Regions from separate parts of the Mus musculus genome. Here regions 2, 3, 4, 5, 6 and 7 are each linked to region 1. Evidence: chromatin contacts called from public ChIA-PET, Hi-C, HiCAR-type and HiChIP or PLAC-seq data. All regions are on one chromosome and are shown on one strand. The core of a region is the stretch at or near the end of the contact, and the rest is flanking DNA. Distances in the headings are between cores, read along the strand shown.

Region 1 (3,178 bases), core at 251-2,750:
ACTTGGTATGTCATTCCTGGAGACTGCCTTCTCATCTTTAAACTACAAGAAATGATAACCCTTTTCCACAGAGGAAAAAGTGAATGGAATGCGGTTTGTACATTTTGATCCACACTTATCAGAGTCGCCAGATAAACACTTAGCTTTTCACCATCCGAACGAACAGCCGGACTTGCCTTGGCACTCGGGTGAGGGCGGAGGTTTTCTTTTTCCACTCACACGGCGGAGAGCTGCGGGACGAACCCCTTCCCGGGCGCAGGCTGGAAGTTCCCGCTGCGCGGCGCCCGGGGCCTGGCGCGCCCCGCCCGGCGCTCCCAGGTTCCCAGTCCCCCTCGGCACAGAGCCATTCCCTGCCGCCCGCCTTCCCGGTCCTGGTCCCTGGCCCAGGAAATTCTTCCCCAGCAGCCCAGGGCTCGCCTCACGTGACCAGCCGCCGTCGCGGCTGCTTCCAGAGAGTTTAAAGGTTACCGAGGAAATTAGTATGGATACAGCCACTGGACCCCAGGAGGACGCATCGGGCTTTCCCGCAGCCCGAACGCCGGTTGTCAGGGCGCGGATCAAGCCTTGTCCTCTTAAGGGGCACACACAAGGTCCCGCATAAGTAGGAGGAGTCACTTTGAGAAATAAACAGACATTCGAACCAGGCCGGGCCCAGGTTCTACTAGTCTTCCACAAGTTCTCGCAACCCAATCAGGCCCAGAACAAATCCCCAGAGGGGAGAGTCTCCTCAAGGGGGAAAAAAAGAGGGTTTCAAAACTCACACCCAGCCGAAGGGCTCAGCAGTCCGGGTGTCCCCTCCCCCATCGCGGCACAGTAGAGAATCCCAGGGCAGAGTGACAAATAGGCCAGCTCTCCGCGGGCGACTGGTGACCGCCGCAGTCCAGGCAGAGTGGGGGAAGGTGATTAGTCTTCTTGGACATTGCGACCCCCTCCATTCCACCAGGCCCAGTTTTAAGTGATAGTGTTGGCCGCAGGGTGCGAGAGAAAAGCGCGGCCCGCTGCTCTCCGGGTCCAGACCCCGCTCTCCTGGTGCAGATCCGAGGAGCACAGACTCGGCCTGCGACAGTCGCTCCCGCACCTCCGCGACGCCACACTCCTGGGTTCCGCGCGGAGTCCTTCCTCAGCTCCCCCGCGCGCCACGGCAAACGGACCCGGCCGGCCCGCTCCTGCTCTTTTCTGCTCGGCTCACTTTTCCCGTATTGCTCCCCCAACCGGCAAAACTTTCTATTTCCCCAAACAGTGGCGCGCGCGCGCGCGCGTGCACACACACACACACACACACACACACACACACACACACACACTCACACACACTGACGTCTTTTGCGCATTTCCTGCATTAGAGGGAGGGAGAATCGCTCGCACAGCGATCGAGGGAAGCAGATCGCGGGCTGAGCGCTCTGGCGGGCGGCGAGCCGGCGGCAGCCGAGAGCGCGGACGCGGGGAGCGCGGCGGGCGGGCGGGCGCCGGCGGGCGGGAGGAGGGGCCGCGCGGAGTCGCAGTCCCTGCCCGGCCGCCGCGCTGCGCACCGCCGGGTGCCGGCCTGCGCCCCGAACCCAAGTGGCGGCCACCTCTACCTCCCAAGCCCGCGCGGATGTGAGATCCCAGGCACCGGGCGCCTCGCGATCGCCGGCTACGGCGCGACTCTGCTTAACCCGGGAGGTGACGGCGGGGCTGATCGTGCGGCTTGTGGATTTTTTAAAAATTTGGCTCCGGGGAGGACCATTTCCTCTCGACATGCATCCCTCCGGATAGACTGCACATCCCTCAGTCCACCCTCCGCCCCGCGCCGTCCGAGGCAGGCGCTGGGTGGGCGAAGAGGATCCGGGTTGAAATCTGTGCCCCCGGTTCTCGTCCCCGCCCCGTCCCGCCGCCCCCTCCCCCTCCGGGAGTCGAAATTGCCCGGGGATTATGTTTCGGAAAGGTAGGTGAGCGCCGGGCGCGGCGCCTGCTTCTCCGCACACGGACCCGAAGAACCAGCGAGGCGGCGAGGCAGCCCCCGCGGCTTGCAGCGGAGGCGACAGCTCGTCTCCTGCCGTGGAGGTGTCGCCGGTGGTGGGGGGGAGAGACTTGCTCCAAAAAAACGGACGTCTCCAGCTCTCCCCCCTCCCTGTTTTCCGTTAGGAATCCGGCGAGGAAATACATGCACTCGCTGAGAATCGGCGGCGCCAGGAGGCAGCGCCACAAGGTGTAGCGAGTGAGTGGGGTGGGGCAAGAGGGGACCCAGGAGTCCCCCAGGCTCCCGGCGCGCCTGCTCCTGCTCTTCAATCCTGCCCTCGGGGCGGACGGAGTGACCCCCGCCCCGACCATGGTAGTGTTCAATGGCCTTCTTAAGATCAAAATCTGCGAGGCGGTGAGCTTGAAGCCCACAGCCTGGTCGCTGCGCCATGCGGTGGGACCCCGGCCACAGACGTTCCTTTTGGACCCCTACATTGCCCTTAACGTGGACGACTCGCGCATCGGCCAAACAGCCACCAAGCAAAAGACCAACAGCCCGGCCTGGCACGATGAGTTCGTCACCGATGTGTGCAATGGGCGCAAGATCGAGCTGGCTGTCTTTCACGACGCTCCTATCGGCTACGACGACTTCGTGGCCAACTGCACCATCCAGTTCGAGGAGCTGCTGCAGAATGGGAGCCGTCACTTCGAGGACTGGGTGAGTCGGTCCTCCACGTCCGGGAGTCCCGGGTCCCAGGGAAAGACTTGCTGCCTGAGCATTGGTCCTGGGGCTCTGGGCTGTCTGTGTGTGCATGTGCGGCTCAGTTTTCTTGAAGAGGCACGTTTTATTTCCTAGCTGAAGAGACATATACAGTAGGGTATGAAAGACGAGATTTGACAGATGGGCACTATCCCTTGCCCCCCCCCCCGTGCCCTCCCAACAGTGGGCAGTACAGGTGGCTTGCAAGTTGGGAGAGAACCCGGAATGCAGGTGCATAGGTTGGTGGAAGGAATCTGCAAGTCCCTGGTGGACTTGGCTGAGCGACTGTGTGTGGGTGGGTCTCTCTGTCCTTGGAGAGACACGTGGAGCTCAGACTGGAGGGTTTTTGTGCCTCCTGGCTTTATCCTGGGTAGCCTAGTGAGTAGTTTTATAAAGCCGTCTTTCTGGTAGGAAGCCCCCTCTTCCTAAACAACTGTTTAGCTCATTTGATGACATACCAGAAAGGTCCTCACCCCCAGT
Region 2 (3,178 bases), core at 344-2,843, 940 kb after region 1:
AGGAATGCAGATCTGGCCCTCACTGACCGGACGCCGGACGTCCATCCGTGATTCTATCTGAATGGCTAGATCATCTCCTGTGCACTGTGTGCCTTCCAAATAAGAGGGCTGAGGGCCAGAACCTGCTACTCTCAAGGAGTCAAAGAGAACAGACAGTTGAAAAATAACTGAGAAAGCAATCTGAGGGTGTACAATGTTAAGAAAGGTAGGGTGGGGCTGAAAAGAGTCTAAGAAAAGCCTTCAAGAAAAAGGTAGTCTGCCGGTCCCACTGCAAAGCATTAAAGACTAAAGGTGGTCAAAAATCTCAATATTCAGCAGGTTGAAGTAGGAGCACCATTACCTAGAAGACAGCTTGGGCTACATATTGCGTTCCAAATCATGCTAGGCTATACAGTGAGACTGTTTCAAACAAACCGGACTAAGGTGTGTGTGACCCTATGTGTATGCCGCTGATAGAAGGACCACTTTGGGGAGATACGCAGGGGGAACAGACTACTGTATTTGAATCATGAAGTAAACAAGTCTTTTTGTCTGAGCACCGGAAAGTAGTATGTCTAAGAAGTGGCCAGTTAGCTTACGAGTGGTAACCACGGTTCTACACTTGATCTTAGCCAAAAGGCCAAGAAGCGGTGGTAACCACGGTTCTAAAGGGGCAGCTGAGGAGTCTCGCGGGTATCACAACCCCCCATTCACTTCTCTGTCCTTGCTGTCATTTCCACGGCCGGGGCGATCCACATAAAATGCAAGCAAAGAGAGGAAGCGACAACACCCCTCCCCTCGTGTATGACTCATCTTCGTGGCAGCTGAGAGCCTGGATAGGAAGAGTTGAATTCAATGAGGTGCCCGGTTTCCCGTTGAATATTGGAATTCAGTGACTCGGATGGCTCCATGCTGAAGGGAGCTAGGGAGACTCATTCACATTTTTTTCCTACCCGGCACTCGCAACCTCCATTCAGCATTTTCCCCTTGGTCTCCCTAACGGAGCCCAAAGGAACAAAGCTACTCCCCACCCGCACCTCGGGTTGACCTTCCACCCGAGCGCCCACCCCTAGCCCGTTCCACGGCCACGTGACCCTCTCCAGCCTCCTAGCCTCCCGGGCCTCTCCCCCTCCCCTCCAGTCCGAGCCCGCTTGGCCCCGCCCACCCCGCCCACGTGTCAGCCTCTCTCCCACCTGACTGGCTCCTCCCTCTTCGGCCGAACCCGGCCGCTTGTCTCAGCTGCCCGACTCCAAAATGGCAGCCGCGCACAGCACGCACCAGCGCGGCCGGACCTCCTTAACTCGCCGGCCTCCCCTCTTTAGCTCCCAGCCTCCCTCCTCCGGCCTTCACCTACCCGCCTCTGGATTGGCCGCCGGGAGTCCCGCCCACCTGGAGCCCCGCCTGCCATTGGTCACGGTAGGCTGCCCTTCAGAGAGGCGTGGCCCAGCCCGCCCCCCACCCCGGGAGGTATTTTCCATTCCGGTGGGGGGCTGGGGGGGCGGGGGGAGGGGAGAGGGTGACGAGGGGGAGGCGGCCGGGAAGGGGTGGGGGCTGGCGGGGGCATCCGGCCGAGCTGGGGTCCCCGGGCTCCGTCCGGAGGAAGCGAGGCTGCGCCGCCGGCCCGGCAGGAGCGGAGGACGGGACGCGCGGGCGGTCGCGCTCGCCCTGTCGCTGACTGCGCTGCCCCGGCCCATCCTTGCCTGGCCGCAGGTGCCCTGGATGAGGCCGCCGCGCGTGTCCCGGCCGCTGAGTGTCCCCCGCGGTCGCCCGGCGCCTGCCCTCAAGCGGCCGCCTCTCCTTGCCCGGGTCCCCGTTTTCCCCCGGCGCAGTCCTCCTCCGGTGGGCGCCTCCGCACCTCGGCGCAGGCGGCACGGCCCTCGGGCCGGGATGGATCCGCCGGGAAGAGGAAGACAAGCCGGGGCGTTGAGCCCCTGCGCACGGTGCCGCCGCGCGTAGTGGGAGCTTACTCGCAGTAGGCTCTCGGTACGTCTCGGAGGAATTGCTTTTCGGTGGGAGTCGGGACACCTAAGGGGAAGAAGGGGTCGTCTGGGGCCGATAGGAGGGCATTCGTCATCGGGGTCGTGGTGGGTCGAGACTGGGTGGGGGAGGTCGTCGGTGCCCACTGCCAAGGGTAGAGGGGGTCCAGGCAGGTCACCTAAGAGCTCCATAGCTCCGACCTGAGGGTCCTCAAGGGCGACGATAAAAGGTCTACCGGGACGTGAAGGAAGGACCGGGGAGCGTGGATGCGGGAAAAGACTGGAGCATCTCTGGGGGGTTTAACCTGGGGTGGTTATTACAGGATGCGGAGGCGGCCGCAAGGAAGACCCCGCTCCAAGTCCTTGAGCTTTTAATAAATGGTTCTTTGGTGCTGGGACTTGGGCATTCGAGTAGCTGAAGCGGAGTGAGTTTGTGGAGAGGGAGTTGCATTGACAGAAGGATGCTGAGGAACAACGTGAATACCCTTGGTTTGGTTCTCAACTTTGAAGGCTATGGGGGTCAGCCACGAGCTTTTGGCATTTTTTTATTTTGGTGTTCCAAGCAAAAGGTGGCTGGCTGCTGGACTTCGTCAGTGATTCCTTATTTTAAATTGTATGTATATATTTGATGGGGTTGGGCAGTTACCAGTTCTCCTGGACATTCTTCCAACTACACCTTGACATTCTTACAGCAGCTTCTCATCTACACCGGAGGCCTGCTCCTTTCAAAGTTAACACTAGGCTAGACTGTCCTATTACGATTTACTGACATTTATCCTAGAAGACGATTAAGTCATGCTTGCTTTTAACTGTTTCTTTACAGGGCCGTGTAAAATTGAACTGCATGTTCTATAGAAGTTTAAAAATGGTTTCTCTTTAAGGAATGAAATGAAAAAGATGCTGGTGTTAGAAGGCTCTGCTAAAATGAGCTCGAGTGTTCTAACAGTTGGGAATTTAGTCAAATGCGTACTTTAATCTTAATAGTCTCTCGGATTCATAGTCCCTTTTTGAAATCGGCCTAGCAACGGAAGGAAGACACAGCAGGAAGCGGTGACTGTTGTCTGGAGTTCACCTTTGTGATTGTCCTGCAGGGATGTTACCTTTTTCATGTCTGTGGACTAGAAAGAGTAAGCTGAGAATTGCACAGCTAGTCTGTAGTCTCCTGTTAAACTCACACCTGTATTACTAATTTCATACATTTGTTGAGTTTCCTATGGCTTACA
Region 3 (3,178 bases), core at 358-2,857, 890 kb after region 1:
GTCTCTTCTGCCACATGTGTGCAAGGGTACTCTGTTCTGCCTCTCCCTTCTGTTCTAGTGTGTGCTTCTTTATTTCTGTACTAATAACAAAGTTATCATTTCTATTGTTGAATGCATTCTTTTCTTGTACTCCTTCTTGTCTCTACTAAAAGGCACACAGAACAATGGATCCTGGGTTACAAACAAGTATTTGTTTAGCACTTGCCTTTTAAGTCTTTGTCCACCAGCTCAACAAAAAGAAAATCCACCCAAACGCTTCTAATAATGAACGAGCCTTGATACTTAGTAAGCGAAGTTTCAGTCTTGATACTTAGTAAGCTAAGTGTCTCTAATGAATGAGTCTCGATACTTAGTAAGCGAAGTTTCCCTTCTTTAGAAGCATCATGTCTGTCCTCTGCTCTTGGCTGTTTCCTGTCAATTTTTGTGATGGTTAGTCAGATTCCAAAAGAGAACATCCTGTATGTGAAGCAAGGGCAGGGGTAGGCAGCGAGAGACTGAGGAGACTGAGCCGTGAGAGGGAGGCCATGTGGGGACAGAGCATGTGTCAGAACCCCCGCATGGCTGAAGTCCAGGGAGCAAGGACTCATGGGGGCAGAATATGGCAGCCCTTTACAGAGGCGCTCAGCCAGGGTCAGAGCATGTGGCTCTCTCCATGTCTCAGTAACTCTAGATGTCACTGAGCCTCCTGTGGAGAGATTTGTTAAAAACTAGAACCTCTCACTCTGAAATAGCTGAAGCCAAATAACTTAATTGTTGAACTCAGTTCTAGACTAAGAAGATAAGTAAAAAAAGGAAAGACAAGACAAGAATTTGGGGTTCAGACTCATAGTGATCAATTATTCCTGCAAAGGGACAATCCTAGTTGGATCAAAAGCTTCCTAAGAGGCTCTTGTATGAACCCATGCCACGGGTTTCTATTTTGTTTACTTGCGGTAATGGTTATTGGGAATTTACTACGAAGCTGCATCTCTTCTAAGCACATTGAGGACGTAGCTGACGTAAGGACCCCTCAAAATCCGAACTGACTCCAAGTATGACTCCAACCAATGATGGAGTAGTGGGCATTTTCCTCTGAGGAAGAGATGGCTGAGAAAAAGCAGAGAATTCTCTTTATGTACAGAGCTCTGACAATCAGTCCTCGAACTAGGCTTTGGGACTTTTTCCTAATGGATCTTACTTATTTAACCCAAATGGAAAAGATGCAAACCAGGAGTTATCAGGTTGTACCACGGAAAACAAGGGCAGACAAGATGCTGACTCTATCATCTGTGAAGACAGGAAGGCAGGAAGGAAGGGCAGGACGATGGATAGCTACCCTCCACACTTAGGGCACCCGTGATGTGCTTGCTCGAGGTTGCACGAACAAAGGCTTGGCCCTCTGCTCTGGACCAGGAAGTCCTTGGTGTCAGACACCAAGTTTTGGCATCAAGGATTTTTCAACAAGGAAGGCAGCTGCCTGAAATCCTTTGTGGAGCAAGACAAGTTATAAATAGACCTATAAATTTTTGTAAGCAGAAGGCAACAGGCTTAGCAGAGCTGCTCTTCCCCTTTGGTTCTTCCTCCACGCCTTGCCTATCAAATCCCTGCTGCCAGGCAGAGCCGTCTGCCTACTAGCCAATCCGCTGCTCCAGGAGCGCAGCCAGGGTGGAAACTGGCTTCTATGACAACCTCAGGTTGTGACCTTGCTTGTGAAGGAGAGTAAATCTTCCTAACTTACCTCTAGCTAATTGGGCAGGAGATAAAGGAGACAGAATGCAGTGTATCCTCTCTAACTGGCTGGTCGCAGCATTAATCCATCCCTTGCAGAGGCAGCCTTGGCTTAGCAACAGACTGGGGAGAAGAGCTGTGTGCTGAGACCTGCTCTGTGGGTGTCTGTGTGCTCAGGAGCAGGGGTAGGGGCATTTCATCTCTTCTAGCAAATGCAGAGGCATCTGGGCATGCAGATGTAGGATTATTTGGGACCTGGAATCTGAGACTTTACTGGGCTCAGAAACACTTGGAGACTCATTAAAGCACAGGTTTCCAGGGGTCCCTCCCAATGTTTCTGATCTGGTAGAATTAAGGTAGGGTCTAAGGACTTTCATTTCTCATAAACCACCGGATGGCACTGGTACTGCCAGTCTGAGGAGGATGCTTTGAAAACCTTTTGTTTGGCTCAACTTCCTGATTTTTGCAAACAAGGAAAACAAACCCCCTAACAGTTGGTTTAAAAAAAAAAAGATATGTCTAAGAGTCCCACACTAGTGACTGGCTTCAGCCAGAGTAGTCCAGAGATTTCTAGACTCTTGTTTTGGTATTCCCTCTACCCCTTCAGGCTGGCAGAGGACCAGAATTAAAATAGCAAGGTGCTATTTTAATCACAAATATATTGCCCTTTATGACTGAGAATGGCCAGTCTCATACACTGGCCCTCCCTAGCCCAACACAGGCTCTTCAGGCTCAGCACATAAGTAGCCCACTCTGGTTCATCATCCACTATCCAGTGGAGGGTCAGACAGTTGCCATAGCTGGTGCCCACTTCTAAGAGTCTGGCATCTATTTTACTGCCCTGCTCTCCTTGTTAGTCAGTGAACCTGAGATCTGAGGGCTCTTGCACTGTCCACTGACTACACTGACCGGCTCTGAGCTATAACTCTTTCTATAGCCTCCATGTGCTTTGTTTGGCATTGGTGCCTGACATTTTGCTTCATTGCCCCACTTTTCTTGAAGCTAGAATTCTACTCGGAACGATCATATATGTGGAGGTTGGGTCGGGGGTATTGGCAGTGGGGGTTGGATGGGGCATGGTGCTGATGCTGATGAACTCTTCTCCTGGTCTCATTCCTGCGTTGGAGCACTCACCTATACTCAAACCTGATATCTAGTGCTCAAGCTCCACCCAGTTCAAAAGAATCTCCTGCTGCCTGCAGATCAAGATGGAGAGCTCTCTCATCTCTTTCTCCAGCAGCATGTCTGCCTGGACGTTGCCCTGCTTCCTGCTCCCCGCCCTGATGATAATGGACTGAAGCTCTGAACCCGTAAGCCAGCCCCAATTAAATGTTGTCCTTATAAGAGTTGCCTTAGTCATGGTGTCTGTTCACAGCAATGGAAACCCTAACTAAGGCACACTCACACACACACACACGCACACACACACACACACACACACACACGAACAATAAGTAAAAATGTAAAGAAC
Region 4 (3,178 bases), core at 508-3,007, 860 kb after region 1:
AAGAAGGACGGAATGAAAATGCTTAGGAAAATTGAAAATACGCACAAAAGATTGGTATACAGAAGTCTCTTGATGTCAGTATCTTTCATGATGTTTTCTTGGGTAGCTATCTAGTAGAAAACAAATTAAGAAAAACATGTAATGATTTTTTTTCCATTGTCCCAAGCACTTCAATACTCTAAATATAAACCATGTATTAATAATTTTCTATGGGCAACATATTTGTTTCAAAACACAGAACAAGCATATGCAGATTTTAATTGTTACTTTAGATTTCTCTAATATGGTATACATTATCTTTCAGAGCCTCAAAAAGAAAATTCCTGTAAAAATTTAAATATTTGTGACTGGTTTCTACAAAGGGGACATGTGCCAGACACCAGCAACTAATTTTACTTTTTTGGCGAAAATCACTGCAGTTCCCAAATGACAGCCAAGTATACACTTAGATATGCAAATGGTGGAGGACCATCTTAAGATGGTCATTATGCTACACTAAGGGCTCACACTGTCTGTACAGATGTTAAATAATGGTAATAGCAGAACGCGAGTGGGAGGAGAAACAATAGTTTCCAGTCTCTAAATACATATATTTGACCTAGAGAACAGTTTCTATGTTATACTGACTAAAGTTAATTAAGAACTTAAAAGTAACACATGTTACAATGTAGTAAAAATCGGGCCCAAAAAGTAACATCCACACCGCAGGGTGAGGAACTAGCAGGAAAGGTAAAAGCGCAAGTCTGGGCATGGTGCTATTAGCCCTCATTTCATTCACACTTATCGTTTTCAAAAGCAAATGATACTGATTAAGAAAACTGGATGAACAAGTTAGCAGATACGGCCAAGGTTACACACGCACAAGCCATTTCAAGCATCGCCTCTTTAAACAAGAAGAAATCCTCCAGGGTCGGGACAAGAACGCATAGCCGTGAAAAGACTTGGGGAAAGTTTCTCAGATTCTCCCTTCCACTGCGGGGTCAGGCAGGAAGCGCGATCAGAAATCCATCCTAGGCCACCGGCAAACACCCATCTAACACGGCGAGCGCGAGCGGTACCCAAACGCAAAGGTGACACCGGCGAGCGAGTCCCCGACCCAGGACACCACACCTGGGAAGCCGCCCTCGGGACTCGCGATCCCGTGAGAACGGGGTCGGAAGGCTTGGCTGCTCCCGAGCCCTCCTCCTGAGCAGCCTTTGCTCAGGTGCGGACCGCAGCTCCACCCCACCCAGGTGGCTCCGTCCCAGCCTCGGACGGCGCAGTGTGGGCAACTGGAGGTCGCCATCATAGAGAGAGCCCGTGCGGCCGACCCGGTGACCTGAGGTCGGAGTCCCCTGAGAGACTGTGATAGACGCCGGCATCTCAGAGGGTCGGTAGCGCAGGGCATCCTCTGGTCCGCCGGAAGCGTGGCGCCCTGGAAGTCACCGCAGCGGTCGGCGGTGCGACCTGCACCCGCCCCGGGCGAGTGTGAGAAGCAACCCGCCACCGGCTTACCTAACTCTCCCGCCCGCCGAAGGGAAGGGGGACACCACCGCCTCCCACCCTCAGGTGCTACAGGCTGGCATGGCCCCTGGCGCAGGCGCAGACCAGAAAGCGAGGGGGCGGGGGGAACTCACAAGCGCACAGCCAATCGTTGACGAGAAGGGGCGGGATAATGAGAGCAGCCCCGCCCATCAGCTCGCGTTTATCCCTCCCGCGACTTTCTAGGTACGGGATAGGCCGGAGCGGGAGGGCTGAGAGTCCGGAAGCGGGCTGACGTAGCCGGAAGAGGAAGTCGTCTCCGCTGGGGCGTTGTTGTGTTTGGGTTGCTGCTCCTGCTTTGCCGGCTGAGGGCACAGGGACACCCCCATGTAAGGATGGTGTGTGAAAAGTGTAAGTTCAGGGGCTGCTTCTGGGGGAGGTGGAGGGCTGAGAAGTTCTCTCGGGATTTCTCTGGTTTTCCCCTGCTGGTCTGTGGCGTAACCGGTGTCTTCCTACCCTGCCCCTCGGCCCTTCTTGCCTGTCCCGTAAGCATAGCCTTCCGCTCTGTGTTGAGAATGGCTTCAGTTCTGCGCCTCTTGTGTTTGTTTCTGTTGTCGTCCTCGCGCCCCTTCTGGGTCTCCTCCGTTACAACTTCTTGATTGGCTCTCGGAGGCTTAAATCGGATCTTCACGATCTTTCTGGTAGCATCAAGAGTTGACAGATGTCACAAGTATAAGTTCCAGGCTCTCGGTTACATCTTAAGATTATAAGCAATGGTTAATTTCCAGTATTATTAATATGTCCCGAATAATGTTTAAATCTTGACTTTCTGCTTTTCCTTACTACAAAACATGCCGCATTTAATACAGATTTTATTTATTTATTTATTTATTTTTGGTTTTTCGAGACAGGGTTTCTCTGTGTAGCCCTGGCTGTCCTGGAACTCACTCTGTAAACCAGGCTGGCCTCGAACTCAGAAATCCGCCTGCCTCTGCCTCCCCAGTGCTGGGATTAAAGGCGTGCACCACCACCGCCCGGCTAGATTTTATTTTAAAAATTACTTCAGTGGCTATCTGAAATTAAGTTAAATTGGATATTTTGAGCCATCCCGTCAATTCATTAATACTCACAGCTTTGGGTCAGGTGAAGGAGAGAGTCTCATCACCACCAAAGAAATCTTTAAGTAGTCACCCCTGGCTTTTAGAAAGGTCTTTTTAACCCTTTTAGTTACCATTCAGTAATTCCAATGAAACCCTTAAGATTTGTTGTAAATATTTAATTTTTTTTTTTTTGGTAGCTGCAAAAGCTGATGATTCGTTTAAAAACAACTTTCTTCTCTTGATCTCTTTCATGGGCTAGACAGCCTTCTCTGACAAGATTCAACCCACATCTCAGTTACTGGCGGATATACAGGACCCATTTTGTTCATAGCCCCTCAGTATGTAGAACTCTGGACACAGACACCCCTCCAGAGCTGTGCCATTCTTAAACGGTTTTTTATTCTTTTCGAAAGTGGGATAAATGGTTAATTAAATGTGGCTTAAATGTATTTAGATTGTGAAGCCGTCCTTTGTGCTGTGCCCTGAAAGGTCATTTCCTCTGCTCTTCTGAGAAATCTAAGGTCTTATTATCTGTAGCCTCTCAGTCTGTCTGCTCATTGCATGCACCCCGTAAGTAAACTGAGGTACTTGCATACAGAAGCTGTAATGTCAGCAGC
Region 5 (3,178 bases), core at 483-2,982, 820 kb after region 1:
CTCAAACACTAAGGTAAAGAGTGATGGGAAAATATCTGATGTTGACCTCTGGCTTCTGCACACATGTACACATGCACATATGTGCACATGCACACACAGCACACACAGCACACATGTACACACATGCACACACAGCACACATGCACACACAGAGCACATGTACACACAGCACACGTAGCACACATACACACCCAGCACACATGCACACATAGCAGACACAGCACACATGCACACACAGTACACATGCACACACAGTACACATGCACACATAGCACACACAGCACACACACACACAGCACACATACACACCCAGCACACATGCACACATAGCACACACAGCACACATGCATACACAGCACACATGCACACACAGCACACATGCACACATGCACACACAGCACACATAGCACACACAGCACACATAGCACACACAGCATACATGCACACACAGCACACATGCACACACAGCACACATGCACACATAGCACACATACACACACAGCACACATACACACCCAGCACACATGCACACATAGCACACATGCACACATACACACATAGCACACATACACACCCAGCACACATAGCACAAATACACACCCAGCACACATGCACACACAGCACACATGCACACACAGCACACATGCATACACAGCACACATGCACACACAGCACACATGCACACATAGCACACCCAGCACACATGCACACACAGCACACATGCACACATAGCACACACAGCACACATGGACACACAGCGCATATGCATACACAGCACACATGCACATACAGCACACATGCACACATAGCACACATAGCACACATGCACACACAGCACACATGCACATACAGAGCACATGCACACATAGCACACACAGTGCACATGTACACACAGCGCACATGCACACACAATGCACATGCATACACAGCACACATGCACACACAGAGAACATGCATACACAGCACACATGCACACACAGCACACATGCACACCCAGCACATCATGCACACCCAGCACACATGTGTACATGCACACATTCATACACTCTCACGAAAATGATGAGGAAAGGGGCTAAAGAACACTGACTAAACACAGTTACACATGCGGTTTCTGAGAGGCAGCACTTGTTCTCAGTCCAGACCCTGCACTCCAGACCTTCAACCTTCGGCTTAGAGACTTCTTGCCACCAGATTGCAACAGCTTCATTAAATAATCCAGTGGCTTGTTAACAAGAGAACTCCATTTTCATTTTCTAGGCAGCACATGATACAACTTCCATGATGGACTGTGAGTTCTAAAGGGACTCACTGGGGGAGTTTCACAAAGCTGGGTACGGAGCCGGAACCCAAAGGCTCCTATATAATTCAGCCAGCTTATAGGGTGTGGTCTGGACTTTGGAATCTCCCCTGGGAACCCTTTGCTTCTGGGACAGTTTAATCCCTGAGCCACCTAGAGTTGGGCTGCTGTGTTCACTGCCCTGGAGGGAGGGATGAGGATGTCCCAGATTGACCCTGCCTCTGAGGTTGTATAAGGATTGGTAGAACACTCGCCTGGCAGCCATGAAGCTCTGGGCGTTGCAACGCTGTGAGCTTAAGCTTAATGCTGTGGGCGGCGTCAAGGTCAGAAGTTCAACCTCATCCTCAGCTACACAGCAGCTACACAGTGAGGAGTGAGGACAGCGGCCTCGTGAGACTGGCTCCGAAAACTACAGGAAGAATAGACGTGAAGCCACTGCACAGACAGACACTGTCTGTCCATCTGGTGCCTTTCTAATGGTGGCTGGTCACTCATCCACGGTAGTGCTGTCACAGTATTATCTGGCTCTGTGTTCAGTCGGTGGGAAATCCGGTCTGGACTGGATGAAGAGAGGCTGTGTAGCGGAGTGCTCACGTTTGTGTACATGTATATGGTCGGCCTCGGTAGCCTTCCTGAGGTAACATGTCTTACTTTCTGAGATAGTGTCTCTCGCTGGCCTGGAGTTTACCAAGTAGGCTAGTTTGACTGGCCAGAAGAGAACTGCCCGTCTCTACCTCTCCGGTGTTGACATTACCAGCAATGCCACCATACCCAGCTTTAGATTCCTATGCTTGTAAGTGAAGTCTTCCCTGACTGAGCTGTCTCCTTAGCCCCGTTCACACACACACGCACACGCACACACACTCACTCACACACACACACGCGCGCACACACACACACACTCACACATACACACTCACACACACACATACACACACACACATACACGCACACACGCACACACGCACACACGCACACACACACACACACACTCACACACACACACACCTACTTATAGCTCTGCCTCAAATCTGAAACTGCATAGAGAAGAAACTCCGCTGCAGGGATGTTACAGTCCAGCAGCCACTGTGTGCTAAGTGCCCTTCACACCCCAGCTCTTTTAATCTTACACACACACATGCCCTGCACACCGCACTTGCTGTGGGGATCTTTAGTAATCTAGAGAAAGGAAACAGGAAAGAGAATCTACTGGAGGCTGCGCAGCTAGCAAGCCCAGCCCAGGTTCAGGTCAGTCTCAAACCTGGCAAGACTTCTGATGGCAAAACTCGCTGCTTATAGGACTTTATGTGGCCTAGAGTTGTGCCCAGCTGTACTTTGATAAGCTTGTAGCTTACAAGTGACAAAGTTTCCTCGAGCCTCTGTTTCCTCATCAGTAAGGTGGAAGCAGCCCTATCACTGGGGTGATGGTGAAGCCCAGTGAAAGCAAGACTCAGGTAGCCTCCCCAAGACCAGGGCTGCAGGACCGCACACAGGACCGCACGGAAATCATCACAGTACAGCAAGGTCAGAGCTGGAGGAAGTAATTCAGCATGGGGTAGGAGGGAGTGCCTTAGACATGCCAGGAGGTAAGCCGTGCTCCAGAGCGTGGAAGAAGTGCATAGAGCAATTCTGATGCCCTTGACTCTGTCTCCCGAGGGCCGAGCACACAGGCATGTGCACTACAAATGGCTTATATGACACTGGTGAGGTACCCCAGGGCTTCTGGGATGCTAAGCGAGCACTCTACTCACTGAGCTGCATTCTCAGTGTGCTTTCTGTCATCTCTGGGTTTCTTACAGTGCCTGACACAGTGGATAGTTATGCTACTGTGTTATTAAGGGATAATAACAAGGAAAAGTCCTGCGGGTAGGCACAGCTTCT
Region 6 (3,178 bases), core at 439-2,938, 800 kb after region 1:
TGGGCCAAGGGAATGAGGTCACTGTCGCCAATGAAGTCACCACCACATGATTCATCCCACATCAGTCCCCAACTCGGAGTGTACTCTGAGAGTCTCAGAGCTTCTCACAAGCCATCCAGGACCCGGGGTCCCTGTAAGATGAGCTCACATTTTTTTTTTTTTTTAAAGCAGAAAACAGGCCTAGAGAAAGGCAGCCAGCCATGCTACTAACTTGTGGTGCTTGGACCAAGTTCAGCTTTCCGGCAGAGCTGGCTCCTACAGCTCTTTAACCTTTCCACATTTCCTCCTTTCAGAATACTAGTCTTCGCAAACACAGCCAGAGCTAATGGTGATGCAAGCAGCAAACCTTGCTCTCTTCTCCTTCACGGGAAAGTGTCAAGACCTGACTTCAAGATAGTGTGGTGCCTTTCCTAACCTTTCAGAATGTATGAAGTAACTTTCAGATTTATTAGTGTAGTCAATGCAAGTACCTCCACTCGAATGCAATGGACAGGGTATGGAGAGATGTTCCCCTACGTTCACAAGGAACGTTAAATACTATTTGAAATCTTCCTGGTCGAATTGAAATCAGGATTATGACTTGAAAACTGGCGTCCAGGGTTCGTGGAAGTGAAATGAGGGCATCACAGTAGGCATCTCCCCAGGTGGCCCTTGAACACCGGGAGTGACAGGGAACCTTTTGGTAACCACTTCACTGGTCCCAGTTTCCCCCACCTAAATCCCGGGGGCAAGGGTATGAGTGACCCACGCACCTCTCAACACAGCATTTTCTACCACTATGAATTGGTGAGAGGAAAGGACTTCCCTGTCAGCAAGCTTGGGGGTAGGCTGCGGTGTGGGGTCAGTCAGCGCAGAGTGAGCCTTCGAACCAAGACCGTACATTTAAAGCAGCACTCGGCCACACAACTAACTGGCCCTGGCCAGACAAGTGTTTCCGGACTTGCCAGACAGAGGCGCAGGGTTGGTCCTGAATCACTGGCCAAGTCTCAGAGCGCGAGGCTACATCATACCTCAGGGATCACAATTGAATACTTTTGGAGAGACGCTTGGAAGCGAAAGGAAGCCTCGGACGATGTCGCCTCCAGGGGGAGCACAAATAACATCTGTGGTCTCCTGACAAGGGCTCGCCCCTTTGTGGCTGGTTGGGGGTGCAATATGCTGCATCTCTTAGTCACCGATTTCATAGAAAATGACTCAAGCTCGTGCTGCGAAAAGCGTGGGGTAGTGATGCTGAGGAGCAAGCAATAAGCCAGAAGTCTCAGTTTTCCAGTTCCGAGACCCACCACCCTCCCAGCCTCCGCACACCTTTCTAATTATTGTTATTAATTATATTTATAACCCTCTTGGCCGCTGTTCCTGATTTCTAGTTGCGTGGAGCACTTGCAGGCCGACGAGATGGCTCCTGCCTTCCAGGCAGAATTTAAATATACACATCTGTATAATGTTGCAGAATTGCGTCACCGTGGAAGTCGTCGTGATTCCCCGAAAGGCCTTCACGTCTCCTCCGGGCACCGGGGCCTGCGGACGCTTCCGGGCTTTGGCCGCACTTTCGCGAGGAGCCCTGGGCTCCTTCCTAGCGGCTGCCCAAGAGCCCCTCCCCCAGCCCCCATCCTCCCGGATACAGGGCGCCTCCTCCTCGGCCTCCGCGCCCGACTCCCAGGGAGTCAAGCTTGGGTGAGCGGCAGGAGCGCACGGCGGGCGCGGGCGCGGGGCGCGCCGCACTCCGGAGCCGCCCGGACCGCCCTCCCCCACCCCCCTTCACCGGCCCAGGAGGGCGGGGGCCGGAGCGGCGCGGGGCGGGCAGAGCCGCCTGGCCCCTCCCCTCCGCCGCCCTCCCCAAAGTTGCCGACTCCCCTGGGGCCGGACGGTCTTATGATCCGGCGGATCCTCCTGGGGAGGCCGGGCCGGGGAGCGGGTTCGGGCGCCGAGCGGCGGGGCCAGCAGGCGGGCGCGGCGAGCCGGGCCAGGGCGGGGAGCGGGGCAGAGATCGAAGCGGCGGCGGCTGCGCCCCGGGCCCGCCGCACCTTCTCCTCCGGTCAGGGGAACCGCTGCATGGGGCCGGGAGGGCGGCCCTGCTGCGCCGAGCGGCGGCGACGGCGGACCCCCCAAGCGGGCTGGGGCTGAGCCCGGGGCCAGGGCGGGGGCTCCGGGGGGACCATGCCCCGAGGCCGGCCGGCCGCAGCATGGCTCACGGGCCCGGCGCGCTGATGCTGAAGTGCGTGGTGGTCGGCGACGGGGCGGTGGGCAAGACGTGCCTGCTCATGAGCTATGCCAACGACGCCTTCCCCGAGGAGTACGTGCCCACTGTCTTCGACCACTACGCAGGTACGCCTCTGCCCTGCTGACTAAGGGGCTGATCCCCGGCTGGGAACTTTGGAGCAACTTTGGCTGAGCCCCCTGGCTTGCCTCCCCTGAGCGTGCTCCCCTCCCCCGCCGTGCCCTCTGCCTGGCGGCTTCACCCCCCCCCCCAAGCTGTGCCTCTGGTCACCCCACCCCTCGCAGCAACTCCCACCCCATTCCTATCTCCCCCTTCGCCCCGTCTCCCACACTTTTCAGTCCCCTGAGCGCCCTTCTTGACCTTCCAGCTGCCTCTTCCCTTACTGCCCGAAACCCCTGTAGGGGAAACATCTGGGAACACTAGTAGACGTGGCTACAGGGTTTGGGGGGGGGGGGGAGTGGATGGCAGGGGCCACATTACACCTATATCTCATGCAACTTGGCAGTGAAGTGGACTCGGATAAAAGGGGAATGTTGTCTCCTGGGGAGCACCCACATGCTTCCCAGTATTTGGGAAAGGAGGTTACTGTGGGGAGCCAAAGTGCTAGATCTCAGATCACTGTGAGCTTCTCTCCCCACCCCCCACTTCTGTCCTTGCAGTCAGCGTCACCGTGGGGGGCAAGCAGTACCTCTTGGGACTCTATGACACAGCTGGACAGGTGAGTGTTTTGGCTTCTGGCCGGTTCCCTTACCCCCATCTCTCGCCAATTCTGTGTGGCTGTGGAGGGCCTTTGGAAACTGAGGTGTCTAGGTGGGAGGGTGTGTTTTGGGGGGGGGGGCTGCCTCAAGATCAGGTTGGTTTTTTTTTTCTTAAGTCAGCAAATTAAGGAAACAAACCCAAAAGAAAACGCAGACCAGCGTGAACCCCGCGATGTGAAAAGTTTTTGACTGTATGGGTCTT
Region 7 (3,178 bases), core at 477-2,976, 710 kb after region 1:
AGTCAGATATCAGAAAATGGGAGTAAAACGAGCTTGTTGTTTTGCCTTGTTATCAATGGAGGAAGCAGGATATTCAACAGGTCCAGAGAATGCTTAGTGAGACCAGGGCACACACCTAACGTAGGAAGAGGGATCAGGATGCTCCCTAACGTAGGGGGGAAACTCAGAAACGCGCACTAAGGCCAGTTTTTAAGTATTTGAACAACTAAGAGATTTGCACTTTAGTGTACTATTGGGAAGCTATGGCATCCTTTATTTGTCTCTACACTGGATGGATCTGTCTAAATCCAATATTAGCAAGTAGAACCCAACTATGTATAAAACACCATAACTAAGTGAGATTTATCCAAGGCTCAACATTTGAAAAAGCAAATGATGTAAACCAACTACAAACACATCAAGAAGCTAATGAAGGGGAGAGAGACACGGCACAACAGTTAAGAACACGCACTGCTTCTCCAGAAGACCCGGGTTTGGTTCACAGCATTCACACTGGGCATCTCACATCCACCCGCTCCCTACACACACACACACACACACACACACACACACACACACACACACAATTTTAAAAGGAAGTTAAAAAGAAGTCTTAAGTTCACATTAATTGATACAGAAAAAAATCAACCCACAACCTACTCAACCAAAAAACAAAGCAAAACAAAACAAAACAAAACAAAGCCAACACCAATTCACTGCAAAAACTCTTAGTAAACTAAAAATGGAAGGGAACTTCATCAACTTTATTGAGAACATCAACAAAAAACCCTGAAGATAATGTCATATTTAATGATGCTACACAGAGAAAGAAATTAGGAACAACATTAAAATATTTAATTTGCTCTTGTCAGTCTACTTTACTATCATGCTGGAAGTACTTGCCACTACAGTAAGACAAGAAATGAAAACATGAAACCATTTTTCTCCATAGACAATATGATTATCTATGCAGTTAGATAAAACCGACACCCACTGTCAGAGGGAGACTCTTAAGTTAATGGTATAATTCTGAACCGAAAGAGTAAAAATAATTTATTAGATTCATGGTACAGACCACCAGAGGTCACATGATAAAAATTTTAAAAAATATGGCCAGCATATAAAACTAAATTCCATAAAGAGCAACTTGGAGCCAGGTTGGAGCCAGGGGAGGTACTCAATTTACCAAGCTGACCTGTCTACTTAGGCTGTTTGGATCATAGTCTCCTCTACCCAAGCCTAGCCCAGACATTGGCTTCTCTATTGTAGGGCAGGAGAGACATGATGTGGTAGCTGAACACTAGTGAGCTGCTTTAGGGTGATGATGTCTATTCCGTCTTCTTTCTCAAACTTCTCCTGCGCTCAGCCCAAAAAATAGGTGCTTTTTCAAATGTCCATAATTGAACCCAATGAGTTCCTATTCTCTTGATGGTTTCTAGATGTTTTTATGGAGCCATGAACAATTCAATAGCAGAGGCTGCAGTAACTAGTCAACAGTATGAGATCCAACAAAGAAAGAGAATAAAAGGAATAAGCAGGAATGGCGTGCAGAAAGAGAAAAGGCAGGTGTAGAGGCAGATAGACAAGCCTAAGCCCTACACGGTCACACACACGCTGCTAACAAGCAGGTTTCTTAATCTCTCTGAGCCTTGTTTTCTCGATTTTGCAATGAGGATAACGGTGAGACGATGCACAGGAACTTAGCTGGCTGAAAATTACTGAACATGTGTCTTGTTTGCTTACCCAGTCAGTAAGGTCAGCTGCCAATGCCTGCTGCCTTACGTGCCCAAAGCAGACAGGGGCAGAAGGGTTCTACAGGGTGTAATAGACAGCAACGGCACTCTCACCGGACACGGATCTCAGGAGGCTCTTACAGAATCTAGAGTAGGATTCGGAAAGGAAAGAGAACATTTTGAACACAAAGAGGGCACTCAGAGTTAATCGGATGAGTTTCTGAATGGATGCATAAAATAAATGGGTGAATGCTTAGGGGGAAATGAATAAATTAGCATGTCTAAGAAATGATTTAGAAGCAGTGCGCGGATCAGAGAATAAAATTAAAGTAGTTAGCCCTTGATTGCTGCAGAGACGTGTGCTTCCGTGCATGAACCATTCTATAGGTGCCCATGGGACTACTCAGGCATTTTCCAGAGATGGACATTTATATTCCCCTAACCTGTGACAAACTATCTGTCTACAGAAACCACACCCTGTCTGCTTTGACCCCCTGATACTATGCTATCTCTGTGACCTATCTATGACTTGCACTATTAAGTGAATACATTTCCTGTACCCCTTGTAGGACAAGACAACATTTGCACCTGCTGACATATTTAGACTCATGTGTTATCTTAACGGCCGCTGTTCTCTGTTGATAGCAACCACGTCACCTAGATTGCTAGTCAGCTTCCTCCACAAACCACAGGGCAGAAGATTCTCATGAGAAAGAAAAAAAAAGTGCCAAGGATTGTTAAAGTTGGATGTTTGTGTTCTCAAAATGAAGCTCTCAGGTAAGAGTCATGCTTAGATACACCAAGGCCTGGATCCGCAGGGGCTGAGACCAAAGAGGAAGAGAAAGGGAGAGAATGCTAAAGCTCTGAGTTCTAGCTCAGGACACTCATTTTTGTTTGACCCTGGGCATATCATGTGACCTGTTTGGGTACCAGATTTTCTAGAGGACAGTAGAAGTGACTTCTAGGAACTGTGGAGCTCCAACATCTGGAACAGCAGATATGGAGGGCTTATTTTCTATGCTGGAGAAAACAAATTTAGCCCACCTTTCTCTCTGGTCCTGTTTATGGAGTCCCTACTTTTGTCTCCTAGTGAACCAGGCAAGTAAGTGGCTCTGTCATCAGAAAACCAGTGGGTGACCATAGTTGTGTTGATTTGGTGTGTCAATTTCTTGGCTTTTTATTTATTCTTTACTTTCATAAAGAATAAAGGAGACCAGGAGGAGGCCCCCTCTGCCCGCTGAGCCCGTAAATGGGATTTCTCGGCAGTTTGATCTTAGAAATGTCACCACGGGATATTAACAAATTGGATCATGCATGGAGAGTACTAACCAGTATGGCAGGCCTGTCTGGTGAGGAGTAAAAAACAAAAAAAAAAAAAAACAAAAGTGTGGTGTGGCGGGTCAGGCAAAGTCAGCACAGCAGCTGCCTGATGGACAGCAGCAGGATGCACAGGGACACGCATGGGC

The links. A called contact is a pair of places that touch in the nucleus more often than the background predicts. ChIA-PET counts read pairs in DNA pulled down with a chosen protein or histone mark. HiCAR-type assays count read pairs that join an accessible place to other places. HiChIP or PLAC-seq counts read pairs in DNA pulled down with a chosen protein or histone mark.
Region 2: a contact with region 1 is called in a FOXA1 HiChIP or PLAC-seq map of pancreatic cancer cells. The contact joins the promoter of Socs5 here to the promoter of Prkce in region 1. A contact is called at or near these places in 6 of 39 promoter capture datasets (the 3T3-L1 cell line, the C10 cell line, hippocampal neurons and 3 more), 5 of 484 Hi-C or Micro-C datasets (CD4 T cells and embryonic stem cells), 8 of 115 datasets of contacts at active chromatin or transcription factors (the NIH/3T3 cell line, astrocytes, embryonic stem cells and 5 more) and 3 of 9 other capture datasets (adipose tissue, embryonic stem cells and liver).
Region 3: an H3K4me3 HiChIP or PLAC-seq map of bone marrow-derived macrophages shows a contact between it and region 1, with 4 times the contacts expected there. The contact joins the enhancer-like site here to the promoter of Prkce in region 1. A contact is called at or near these places in 7 of 39 promoter capture datasets (embryonic stem cells, frontonasal cranial neural crest, hippocampal neurons and 3 more), 2 of 15 datasets of contacts at CTCF or cohesin (the G1E-ER4 cell line and embryonic stem cells), 1 of 484 Hi-C or Micro-C datasets (the G1E-ER4 cell line) and 10 of 115 datasets of contacts at active chromatin or transcription factors (bone marrow-derived macrophages, embryonic forebrain, embryonic hindbrain and 4 more).
Region 4: a contact with region 1 is called in a Hi-C map of cortical neurons, with 4 times the contacts expected there. The contact joins the promoter of Cript here to the promoter of Prkce in region 1. A contact is called at or near these places in 11 of 39 promoter capture datasets (the 3T3-L1 cell line, the HPC-7 cell line, HPC-7-derived erythroid cells and 7 more), 11 of 484 Hi-C or Micro-C datasets (CD4 T cells, the G1E-ER4 cell line, the HPC-7 cell line and 3 more) and 13 of 115 datasets of contacts at active chromatin or transcription factors (the 230-238 cell line, astrocytes, bone marrow-derived macrophages and 10 more).
Region 5: a HiCAR-type map of embryonic stem cells shows a contact between it and region 1, with 5 times the contacts expected there. The contact joins the enhancer-like site here to the promoter of Prkce in region 1. A contact is called at or near these places in 9 of 39 promoter capture datasets (the 3T3-L1 cell line, the C10 cell line, the SN4741 cell line and 4 more), 10 of 115 datasets of contacts at active chromatin or transcription factors (bone marrow-derived macrophages, craniofacial prominence, effector CD8 T cells and 5 more) and 1 of 9 other capture datasets (liver).
Region 6: a contact with region 1 is called in an H3K4me3 HiChIP or PLAC-seq map of embryonic stem cells, with 17 read pairs. The contact joins the promoter of Rhoq here to the promoter of Prkce in region 1. A contact is called at or near these places in 16 of 39 promoter capture datasets (the 3T3-L1 cell line, 3T3-L1-derived adipocytes, the C10 cell line and 8 more), 2 of 484 Hi-C or Micro-C datasets (both in embryonic stem cells), 24 of 115 datasets of contacts at active chromatin or transcription factors (the 230-238 cell line, the NIH/3T3 cell line, Th17 cells and 18 more) and 1 of 9 other capture datasets (liver).
Region 7: a contact with region 1 is called in an RNA polymerase II ChIA-PET map of memory CD8 T cells, with 11 read pairs. The contact joins the enhancer-like site here to the promoter of Prkce in region 1. A contact is called at or near these places in 9 of 39 promoter capture datasets (HPC-7-derived erythroid cells, the SN4741 cell line, cranial neural crest and 4 more), 5 of 484 Hi-C or Micro-C datasets (the BV-2 cell line, the HL-1 cell line, cranial neural crest and 2 more), 16 of 115 datasets of contacts at active chromatin or transcription factors (the SCID.adh cell line, cardiomyocytes, embryonic basal ganglia and 10 more) and 1 of 9 other capture datasets (embryonic stem cells).

The regions. Positions count from the first base shown.
Region 1 is chr17:86,166,285-86,169,462 of GRCm38.p6, forward strand. Prkce (protein kinase C, epsilon) reads left to right here and starts at 1,501. Exons shown (of 15, transcript NM_011104.3): 1 at 1,501-2,656. The coding sequence starts at 2,309. Gm5817 (predicted gene 5817) reads right to left here and starts at 1,201. Exons shown (of 2, transcript NR_165800.1): 1 at 177-1,201.
Region 2 is chr17:87,106,086-87,109,263 of GRCm38.p6, forward strand. It overlaps Socs5 (suppressor of cytokine signaling 5), which reads left to right and starts at 1,594. Exons shown (of 3, transcript NM_019654.2): 1 at 1,594-1,962. Gm30510 (a long non-coding RNA gene) reads right to left here and starts at 1,262. Exons shown (of 2, transcript XR_877091.1): 1 at 1,173-1,262.
Region 3 is chr17:87,053,569-87,056,746 of GRCm38.p6, forward strand. It overlaps the pseudogene Gm24648. Among named protein-coding and RNA genes, the nearest start is that of Gm30421, 4.3 kb to the left of the region's middle. Within about 2 kb of position 1,608, at least 70 of the 459 cell types and tissues checked have an H3K27ac peak or open chromatin away from gene starts, as enhancers often do. A contact at or near this core is called in bone marrow-derived macrophages, hippocampal neurons and liver, where this site is marked.
Region 4 is chr17:87,023,804-87,026,981 of GRCm38.p6, forward strand. Cript (cysteine-rich PDZ-binding protein) reads left to right here and starts at 1,758. Exons shown (of 5, transcript NM_019936.3): 1 at 1,758-1,872. The coding sequence starts at 1,857. Pigf (phosphatidylinositol glycan anchor biosynthesis, class F) reads right to left here and starts at 1,598. Exons shown (of 6, transcript NM_008838.1): 1 at 1,495-1,598; 2 at 1-110. The coding sequence starts at 89.
Region 5 is chr17:86,981,144-86,984,321 of GRCm38.p6, forward strand. The region is part of intron 2 of Rhoq (ras homolog family member Q); the gene reads left to right. Among named protein-coding and RNA genes, the nearest start is that of Rhoq, 20 kb to the left of the region's middle. Within about 2 kb of position 1,733, at least 35 of the 459 cell types and tissues checked have an H3K27ac peak or open chromatin away from gene starts, as enhancers often do. A contact at or near this core is called in embryonic stem cells, where this site is marked.
Region 6 is chr17:86,961,423-86,964,600 of GRCm38.p6, forward strand. It overlaps Rhoq (ras homolog family member Q), which reads left to right and starts at 1,689. Exons shown (of 5, transcript NM_145491.2): 1 at 1,689-2,325; 2 at 2,878-2,936. The coding sequence starts at 2,184. LOC115488765 (hapless 2-like) reads left to right here. Exons shown (of 3, transcript XM_030250169.1): 3 at 1,451-2,124. The coding sequence ends at 2,124.
Region 7 is chr17:86,878,330-86,881,507 of GRCm38.p6, forward strand. No RefSeq gene overlaps it. Among named protein-coding and RNA genes, the nearest start is that of Tmem247, 37 kb to the right of the region's middle. Within about 2 kb of position 1,727, at least 31 of the 459 cell types and tissues checked have an H3K27ac peak or open chromatin away from gene starts, as enhancers often do. A contact at or near this core is called in the SCID.adh cell line and memory CD8 T cells, where this site is marked.